Linked DNA regions of Mus musculus: region 1 is linked to region 2. The links are chromatin contacts, called in public Hi-C maps. All regions are on one chromosome and are shown on one strand. The core of a region is the stretch at or near the end of the contact, and the rest is flanking DNA. Distances in the headings are between cores, read along the strand shown.

The links. Hi-C and Micro-C count contacts between places; a contact is called where the count stands out from the background.
Region 1: a Hi-C map of B cells shows a contact between it and region 2, with 5 read pairs. The contact joins the promoter of Lrrc28 here to the promoter of Mcee in region 2. A contact is called at or near these places in 1 of 39 promoter capture datasets (pre-B cells) and 2 of 484 Hi-C or Micro-C datasets (B cells and CD4 T cells).

Annotation. Positions count from the first base shown.
Region 1 is chr7:67,642,947-67,648,054 of GRCm38.p6, forward strand. Lrrc28 (leucine rich repeat containing 28) reads right to left here and starts at 2,290. Exons shown (of 10, transcript NM_175124.5): 1 at 2,232-2,290. Ttc23 (tetratricopeptide repeat domain 23) reads left to right here and starts at 4,464. Exons shown (of 11, transcript NM_001168475.1): 1 at 4,464-4,899.
Region 2 is chr7:64,389,039-64,394,209 of GRCm38.p6, forward strand. It overlaps Mcee (methylmalonyl CoA epimerase), which reads left to right and starts at 3,584. Exons shown (of 3, transcript NM_028626.2): 1 at 3,584-3,805. The coding sequence starts at 3,760. It overlaps Mphosph10 (M-phase phosphoprotein 10 (U3 small nucleolar ribonucleoprotein)), which reads right to left and starts at 3,198. Exons shown (of 11, transcript NM_026483.2): 1 at 3,068-3,198; 2 at 409-1,093. The coding sequence starts at 3,156.

The DNA of each region.
Region 1 (5,108 bases), core at 1,040-3,539, 3.3 Mb after region 2:
TGTAGACCAGGCTGGCCTCGAACTCAGAAATCCGCCTGCCTCTGCCTCCTGAGTGCTGGGATTAAAGGTGTGCGCCACCACGCCCGGCTACCAGGGGTCTTTATATAAAGTGAAGGGAACTATAGCACTGGCTATACTGGTCCCATCAATGCTTTTGTATGGAGACAAAGCCAGAACAATTACTCCAGAAGGGTAATTAATGCACTGAGTACGGGGAGTGGTTTAGATGTCTTACAGCATCCCCAATGTCATACAACTATGCACTGAGTAAGCGGGAGTGGTTCTTTGATGTCTTACGGCATGGCCAATGTCATACCTTCCCAACAGCTGTCAGAGCTCATCACCAGGTTTTCCTGTCTCAGCAAATGTGGGGGAAGCACCCTTCTAGCCACACAGCAGCGCAGCTGGGAGTCAGAAAAGGATAACCTCCTGTCCATCACAGTTTCTTCAATCAAGGCCAGGGTCTCTCTTTCCAAATACATCTCAGTTCCAGCCATCTCTCTCCAGCTGCCCAACCCATAAGCCACCGCCATCTCCTGCCTTGGCTAGCTGTGCCCCTGGCCTCCACATGTCCACTTGCATCACTCCCTACGTATCAATCACAGCAATGGGCCTCTGAAAACACACTCATAATTGCACCTCTTCCTCTCAGGTACGTCTTACTAAACAAATCCTTTAGCAACTCCTTATTGAGAAAAGCAAAGCCTTACAAAGCTTCCTTGACCATCGGGCCCAACCTGCCTGTCCAGCTTCCTCTGTGGCATTCACCAAGTTCCTGACCTCTCTTAATCCCGGGAGCTACCAAACTTCTCCAAGAAGTTGCTGCTCTCCTCTTAGGCTGGAAATGCCTCTCTCGTCTTGCAGGTTTCAACATTAAACTCACCTCCCTATCCCAAACTATTTATTTCCTTGGCTCTCTCTCAGAGCAAGCCAGTTGTTCAGTTTTTACTATTTGTTTTATATTATATGTCTATAGATCTAGATAGATATGCACACCTGTTTACGGACAATTTAGATGAGAGTCTGTAAAACCCTAAATCCAGAGGAATGTTAGTTTCTTCATTTCTGCATGCCTGCATAATACAGTTTCTAAAATACTTTTAGCTTTCAAACAGCTAATAAGTGGATGAAATCAGAGTAACTGTTCCAAGGTTGATTTTTTTTAATCTACCCATTGAGATCACTCACAGACAATTTAAACTCGCTGTCATAAATATCTTATTCTTCACAGCCAAGCAGCACAGCAGACATTAATCCACTTTACAGATGAGGTACTTTGCTACAACCGAAATGCAGGTGGTCCTAACTCCAAAGTCTGGGCACCACCTTTCCTATAACGCAGCCTTTTACAATTATAAAATGTAGCCATTGTGTCATTCTTATAAAACAGCCAAAGATTACACACAAGAAAGTTTCCCTTTTGCAAACTAAAAAACCATATTCAAAATCTTCACTCCCTGTAGCCAGATGGCTCTCTCTGAATGTTCCACCTGGCACCGGTTACTTCAAAAGCATCATTAGGCTCTGCTGAAATGCATCTTCGTACAAACTCGGAAATTACGTGTATGCAAATGAAATCCAAAAGCTTCCAAAGATGAACGTACTCTTGGCTTCCCAATATGCACTCACTGGCAATACAGCCTTTTTAAGTTCTCCTGGCCCTTTCAAAACGTCACCCCCTGCCCACGGTTACTGTAAATAATGTAACGGGTATTGACTAGATACATTTGCTCCTTCAGTTTTCTGAAAGTCCAACACCAGTCTTCTCAGGAGAAACACAATAATCTCTCAAGTATATCCCCATTTTAAGTACAGGTATTTTAAAGAGTAGCCCATAACTGACTTCCCAGTACTTAATTTGACGGAATACACAAGCCGGCTCTCTAACACTGGAGATCAGAGACAAACTGCATACTACAAACATCTGTAAAAGGCTGTTTTCTCCAGGAGAAAAACTACCAGACGTCTTGGTTTTGCCCGAGTTAGTTCGAGTCTAAAGGTCGTAAGAATTCGGAAGCAGGGAGCCCAGGGGCAGGGACTCAGATGATGATACCGGGATACTCTGGTACCAGGGGCCATGGAGGACACGGCAGCGGTGGGGATCCAAGGCCGGACAACCCACTGTTCCTCTCCCAGAGGCCCAGGCGCTTCTGTGGCGACGGGGATGAAGCGTCCCCACGGGGAGTCGAGCCAGCGGCTTCGACCTGTGAGCCTGGAGACCGGACACTCACCTCGGCGCCCGCTGACCGGCACTCAGCGGCTCAGGCTGCGCTGGTAGGCAGTCTAAAAACACAGGGAGGGCGGGGCTACGGGGCGGAGCCTGCGGAGAGGCGGGCCTGGCTAACTGGAGTAGGGTTCGGGGAAGAAGGGGGCCAGGGCAACGAAACCTCGCGATAGTTCGCCTCAGTTCTCGCTGTCCTACAATAGGCGGGATGAGAGAGTCATTTTCAGAACCAGACGCTTATTGGCTGAGAGCGCGACTTCCTCTAGCGTCCTGGCTTCCGGCTCCGGCTTGGAGCTGGGTGTTCAGAAAGTGGGTGTACTGCGTTAGCGTTTAGGTGGGTTGTTTAGATGGCGCCAGCCTCAGCGTCTCCAGTCAGTTCTTTTAGTCACACATTCATTCCGCTGCCAACAGTCAAACTCGACGTCGAGCGATTAAATCCCTGGCATCGCCCTGTGTAGCCTTGCATCTGTTCGATCAGCCATTCCGGCTACTGTTCCACCGCCAGTCTGACTTAAACAGAAGCCGTCGGGCTTAGGTAACGCAAGTCAATGGAGTCAACAAGCAGAACTTAAGCACCGGATTTAATGTCTCCGAACGCTCACTGATCGCTGCCGAAGGTGGTGTCTACCTTTAGACAAGCGTGGCGCAGGCATGGTGCTGCACGCCTGAATCCCAGTGATCTGAAAGTGGAGACAGGAGTAAAGGCCAGCCTCAGCTACGTGAAGGCACTGCCTCGTAAATAAAAATTTAAAAAGAAACAGGCCCTAGTGTGAGAAATAACTGAGGACAATCACAATTTGGTGAAATAACCTGGCAGTTCCTGTATGGCTAAGTAGACGGTCGATGAATACCTTAAGACTAAAAACCCGATTGTTCTGATGCAGCAAGCCTCTGCTACTCTAAGGCTGAGGCTGTAGGTGAAACCAATCACAAGTATTTCAAAAAGAAAGGGTGCAGGTGCGTAGCTCAGTAGAGGCACTCAGGTCAAGCCCCAGTACCAGGGAAGAAAAGTGAACATTTTTTTAAATGCAGTGCACAGAGATGCAACAACTTTCGATCTTTAAAATTTCCTCTAAGACTTAACTCTATTGTTTGACGAAACCCATTATGTACATGAGGTGTCTCAAATCCATCCCCCGCCCCCCATTAGGACTTACCCTTTGGGGGTTGGAGAGATGGCCCAGGGGTTAAGAGCACTGACTCCTCTTTCAGAGGTCCTCAGTTCAATTTCCAGCAACCACATGGTGTCTCGCAACCATCTAATTAATCTGATGGACTCGGATGCCTTCTTCTGGGTTGTCTGAAGAGAGAGACAGTGTATGCACATACATAAAATAAATACATCTTTTTAAAAACAAACAGAAAACCTTATTCTTTGTCCTTTAAAAAAAATTGATGAGCTTTTGATCAGTCCTGGCTCGACAAAACAAAAACAAAAGGATGTTTGTTAATTTGCATAGGGGCTTCTTGTTAGGCATCCTTATTTTAACTATCCAGCCATCTATCTAATTATCTGTAAGTAAAAATAATATGACACTACAGGTAACTAAAGAATGCTGAGCTCAGGAGAAATAGTATTCCCCCAGGAAAAGCACATCAACTGATTAACCAATACCAAATGGCCAGCCCTGAAAACTCTCTCTCTCTCAACTAACAACAACAATTAAAGAAAAAAGAGGCCATGAATATGAAAGAGAGCAAAGGAGGGCTACATGGGAGGCTTGGTCAGAAGGGAAGAAAAGGGAAGCGATGTAATTATGATTTCAATATACATGTATATATAATACTAATAATTGGAGTTCACAAGAAAAGGAATAATAGAAAACATTTCTGGAGTCAGCTTCTTAGTTTTTGTCTTAATTTTGCACATTGAGGTCCAAATTTTGCTCATGAAAAGTGAATCATGTTAAAATAGCTTTTACTCCCTCTCCAAATTGATGTTAAAATTCCTATATTGATAGTATGACCACTGTTAGAAATTTAGTTGTTTTGCGGAAGATCAATTTACATATTTAAAAAATAAGACTCTAAATGGATTTTTTAAAATATTTATTTATTTATTTATTTATTTATTTATTTATTTTACAATCTCTGGCAACTTTTAACTTCAACAAGTCAGCGATACCACTTTAAGAAAATTCCAAGGAAAAGGCTGCCCCTGATCTAAAATTCCCACCTCTGGCTTCCAGGGATTGGATTACAAAGTTTGACAAACTTCTCTTCTCCACTCCCTATTGGTGAAGAAGCTATCATTCTTTCTTTGGCCTGGAGTTTTGTTAAGTACCGGGTTGCTTTATGGAAAAATGCTGGGTTTTTTTTAGGACGAAACTGCTCTGTTTAGACTTGTCTGTGGTTATCAGGCTGTAGAATCCTTAACTTGATACAGAGGGAGCCAAATTGGCAACTCAGATTTTCAAGAGAACTGTGAAAAGGAAAAGGACTCTCTCTCCATGGGACCGCTAAACTCACAAAGGATTTTACGACAAAGTTGCAGATACTGAGCCTTAAGGAAACTTTCCAGGTGTTTTGTTTTGCTAGTTTTAAAGGAACGTCCAAAGAAAACCAGAGGAAACACCTGGTGCTGAGCGTGGCTGGAGGGAGAGGCATCAGAGCTCTTTTGTCTTTAGAATGAAGGTGGAAATGCAATTCCCAGGTTATCAGTGGAATTTTGTAAGGTAAGTAAAATTAATTGTGGATCATATTTTGCGTCAAAAAAAGTTGTGCTTTGCCGTTATTTGTTGCTTTAATGTGGATTTAGACATTTCATATTTTTGGTTTTTTTAATCAAATGGATAGTTGGGTCTGTGCATTGTAACAGACCTAATATGCAAGCCATCTGCTTAGAGAAGAAAAATTACAGTTGACTTTGAACTCAAATTGGGCA
Region 2 (5,171 bases), core at 2,334-4,833:
TTTTTGAAAAGTTTAAAGATAAAAAAATATATAAACATACTCATGTGCCTATGTATATTACACACACAAACTGGTTCCTAACATCACCACTACCCCACCAGAAATAGTTATTAGGGAAACTGGCAACTAGTTGACCACCATAAAACCATAAGGACAACTGAAGCACAACTTAGCAAAGGCTGGCTTTGAGAAGCCACAATCTTCCTGCCTCAGCCTCCCACTTCTGAGGATTACTACACTCCTGCACCACTGGCTCAGCTCTTAATTTTAATTTATTTCTTTATGTTTGTTTGTTTTTTCCTTACTTCATTTGGGCTCAAATGAGGTCTGAGGCACATTACATTTCTCTGTAGGAAAACATGACTTGTACTTTAAAGAAACAGTTTTTGTTTTTTTCCAAAACATTACCTTAATCTTCTGCCGCCCAAACAGCCCTCCCTCGCTTTCATCTGAATCAATGTCTTCAAAAAGGTCAATGTCTTCCTCGTCCTCCTCTTCACCATCTGGTCTTTTTTCCTCTTCTTTTTCTACTTTTTCTAAGAAGCTCTCCATTTCAGACAGTTTGAAGAACTTATCATCTACGACAGACTTTTCTCTTGGTTTTCCAGGTGGCTTGATTTGCATCTTGGTCTGCTGCTCCAATTTGCCAATATCAAAGTCAAGGTCAGAATCTTCATCACTGAAAACTGGACTTTTCCTTGGGTCAGATTTCCTGGAGCTTTTGGCTCTGTCCCTCCCTTTAGGAACATCACCACCCTCGTCTGACAGTTGTTCTTCATCCAAGTCTGTCTCTAGGTTCTCCTGGTTGTCAGCCTCCACCTCTGAGGCATCCTCTTCGCACTCCTCATCTTCACATTCTGGGAGAAGGCTGATATCTTCATCCTCAACTGTCTCACTAACTGCATTCTGGAAGTATTGTAAGACAGGTTCATTTTGCAATTCGAGTTGTTGCCAAATCTGCTCATCATCAAAACTGTTTATCTCAAGTTTCTGTAAAGGACTTCCAGAGATTCGGCCATTCTCTAATACTTTATTAAAATCATATAGAACTTTTGTTAAAGATGTGAAGTTTGATGCTAGTCCATTCTGAATTCTATTGGAAAGAAAATTAAGTGAGAATGAATTATACACAATAGCATCAAGCATTTTTAAATAAAAGAAAAAGACATATCGTATTTGCAAATTAAAATGTAAATGAAGCATCAATTTTAAGTACAGACTCTAGTTCCCAACAGTACCCTGCTGATGAGCCAGACCGTAAAAACTAAAAACCTGACTTTGCTGTATATACTGAAGCTTACGCATCTACTTGCCTGGAGATACCCAGGAAGTCAGCCTTAAATCCTCAAATCTGCATCATACATACTCCTCACCTATTAGTCGTTTGGCAAGTGATTCCCACCTGGCTTTAAGCTTGAGAAAAATTATCTAAGGATATGATATCTGAAATGGGATTGAGACCTACAGGTAAAATAGAGTATCCTGTACAGATGTGGAAACACATAACTCTGGTTTTCAGACAATGTGAAGAACAGAAAGACCAAGACAGCTGTAGTGTGACTGAGGAGGCAGAGTGTACGGCTGAGGTTATAGAAGCTGGGGGGGGGGGGGTGGCAAGACAGAAACCACGCAGAGTTCTAAGACAGGAACACTTTAAGCGTAATGAGAACAGAGTTGCAGGCTGAAGTTTGAAATGATAATTTACAATGTGGAAACAAAAAGCACGATAGAGTTGAGTTGTTAGAAAGCTGATGAAGCATCGCAAAGGATTTTTATGTTGGAGACGCAGTCAGTATGACAACTAGGAATCAGTGTCTAAATATAGCGTAGGCAGGATGCTAAAGGGGATAGAGAAAATAGGACAGAGAAAAATGAAAGCATCAAGGAAGCAGACTAGCTGAATCTAAATAAATGAAATGATAGAACTGCCTTTTCGTGGGGCCGTAAACGTAATGGAAACAGGGAAATGACTTCAGGGGAGAGAAGAGTACAGGAGGGGGTAAGGAGCTCTATTTTGGACACAATGAGTCTGTGATACTGTTGCTAAGATTTTCATTATAAGTCAGAGTCATACGCAAACTTTATATGCCCCAGTACAGGGGAATGCCAGGGCCAAAAAATGGGGAATGGGTGGGTAGGGAAGTAGTGGGGAGGGTATGGGGGACTTTTGGGATAGCATTCTAAATGTAACTGAGGAAAATACGTAATAATAAAAAATATTTAAAAAATAATAAGTCAGAGTCATAATTTTACAGAACTTAATCAAAGTGCTGGGAAGAAAGAAGTCTCTCCTATTTTTTTTAAATTTATTTTTCTTTCCTACAAAGCATCCCAATTGCAGCCTCTTCTCCCTCCTCACCTCCTCCAGATCCACAGTACTCCTCCGTTTCTCTTCAGAAAAAGTAGGCTTCCAGAGATATCAACCAAACACAACCCCTCATTTCAAGGCAATCCGGCAGGGGTACAAGAGCTCCAAGAGCCTACTGCCACTGCTACAAGTTCCACAAAAATCCCAAGCTTAACAATCACAATATATATGCAGAGGACCCAGCGCTAACCAGCGCAGGCTCCTTGATAGCCAGTAAAGTCTCTGTGGGCCCCTCCCTGAGCCCTGGTTAGTGGATTCTGTGGGCCATGTTCTTGTGGTGTCCTGGGACCCCTATGGCTCCTACAGTCACCCCTCCTCCCTCTTCTGCGGGCTTCTCCGAGCTTCGTCTACTGTCTGGCTGTGGGTCTCCACCACAAGTCATGAAAATGCATTGACAAGCAACAAGTACGTACTTTCAGTGTGTATTTTGGGGACAAATTCAGAAAGCATATTCCGCCCTCAATGAGCCTCTCTGGACGCGAATAACTGGGCTTAGTGCAATAGCCCACAACTAGGAAATCTGCACCGAGCCGCTTTTACTTTTAGCATTTTGACAGGCCAACGGAGCAAAAACTGTCTGAAGTTGGGGCTAAGCGACCTGTACTTTCCCTTCCTGGCTTTCAGAAGTTGCCATATGCTGGCCCGCCCAGCACCGGTGAGATGCGCGCTGCTCTCTCCCAGACCTGGATCTGTACTTACGTGAGGAAACACTCCGGTCGGTTGGTGGCTTTCCTGATTTCCCTCAGACACCGTTCCAGAGTCTGTCGACGAAACACGCGAGGCGCCATAGCTACACACTACGGCACCACGCGAGTGCTGCGAGCCGGCCGGCCGGCCGGAAGCAGTACGCCAAACACACGCCTTATGCAACCTGAAGCTCAGAGCCTAAAGTTCCGCCACACACAGGTTCCGGCCTATAGCCGCAAACACTTCTATTGGGCATGCGTAGGGGTGGGGCAGACCACCGAAAAGAGCCATTGGTCATCTCAAGCGCCTTGGCACTTTCTCCAAATGTTTTGTATTTCTAAGACCACAGTGGTGTCGCGTGATTGCTTTCTGCTTTTGCATTCGATACAATAAGTATTTTAATGTAACGAAAAAGAAGGTCGCTTCACGCCGCACCCGCCACTCCCCCGCTCGTCCCGCCGTCAGTCAAGCTCCGCGTCTCGTGACCCCGCCCCAGGTCTCACGCCCCGCCCCTTGCTCGCCCAGCTCTCTTCAGCGGTCTAGCTCCCTGAAGGGTATTGGGCACCCCGGACTCGCGCCCCGTCCCTGCCCCGTTTCCACGCCCACTTCAGCTTTGACACGCCCCGGGCCTCAGTCCCCGCCCCCTGCCCACTCTCCCAGTTGTCTCTGCCCTAGGTCGCTGTGCAAGCCTGTAGCTTCTGGACATGAGGCGTGTAGTGAAGGCCGCCGCGTTGGCTGCGGGCGCTACAGGTGAATACGGGGCACCATCAGGGGCTCCGGGTGCGGGGCACGCTGGACGGGAGGCCGCGGGTGGCCAAGGCCTGGGTCTGAAGTGTTGGGCTCCCGGAGCTGCACTCTCTTAGCACGGGAGTTCCTTATTGTCCTCTGTGCACAGGGGTTGCCCTTGGCAAACGTGGACCAAACAGGTAATCTGCCTAGGAACACAGCAAGTCAGGACTTGCAGTAAATCTAGAGGGGACTTGAGTTATTTATTATATGTGTGCTCTAAGAGATAGGAGAAAAGAGCAAAGTGGCGAGTCCTGAAAGTGACTCCAAGCCTGTTTTACACACGTACCACACTAAATGTTTTCATCTGACATGAGCAGGAAAGGAACAAGCGGAAGGATTTGTAAGTTCCTTGAATTCTTTCGACCTCCATCTCTTTTATCGATAAGCAGAATCTTGGTGACAGATGCCCAACTTTCCCGCCTGTCTCACTTTCTCTTCCATTTTCTTCTTTCTTCATGATGGCAGTTACTACCCTCAGTCTGAGATTGTCTACCTGGAAGAAAATATACGGCAGTATGGTTCCAGAGTTACTCTGCTACAATTGTGACAAATCCATTAGCTAGCATGCTTAAAGGGTGTTAGGCGAATGAACTGGAAGGCCTGGAGAGTTCTGTCTGCTCACCTGTGGAAACTAGTCATCTTTCCAAGTCTGCTCTTAGGTTGAATTTGGTTTTTGTGGAACCCTCTAGCCTTTCCAGTCAATCACAAAATTCCTCGTCTGCATTAACAAACAAGTCTCCAAGGCAAAGTCATGGGCCACAAACACCCCACCCCCCCACCCCCCCACCCCCGCGCAAAAAAAATAAATAAATAAAGCTGGGCATGGTGGCGCACACCTTTAATCACAGAGGCAGTGGTAGGTGGATTTCTGAGTTCGAGGCCAGCCTGGTCTACAAAGTGAGTTCCAGGACAGCCAGGGCTATACAGAGAAACCCTGTCCAAAAACAAAAACAAAAACACCTTAGTACTGTGTGTATGTATATTGTAGCAAAAGCCAGAGCACAAAAGTGAAAATGATTTTCTGATTAACAGTTAATGCTGGAGTTTTGCTAATACTCCCTGTTGTATATATGCCGGGTCAAATATAAGCCACCTTCTTAGCTCACTCATCATACGTTGGGTTTTTTGTTTGTTTGTTTGTTTGTTTTTTTGTAAATATCTACTAAAGCAGAATCACTCCTCTCTTAGCAAGCTCTCTCTCAGAAATTAGGCATTACTCGTCAGACATACTAATGATACTAAAGACTGAGAATCTGGGCTGAGACTGTAGCTGAGATGCTGCAGTGCTTTCCTAGTGCACAAAGCCTGGGTTCAGCCTTCGTTCCCA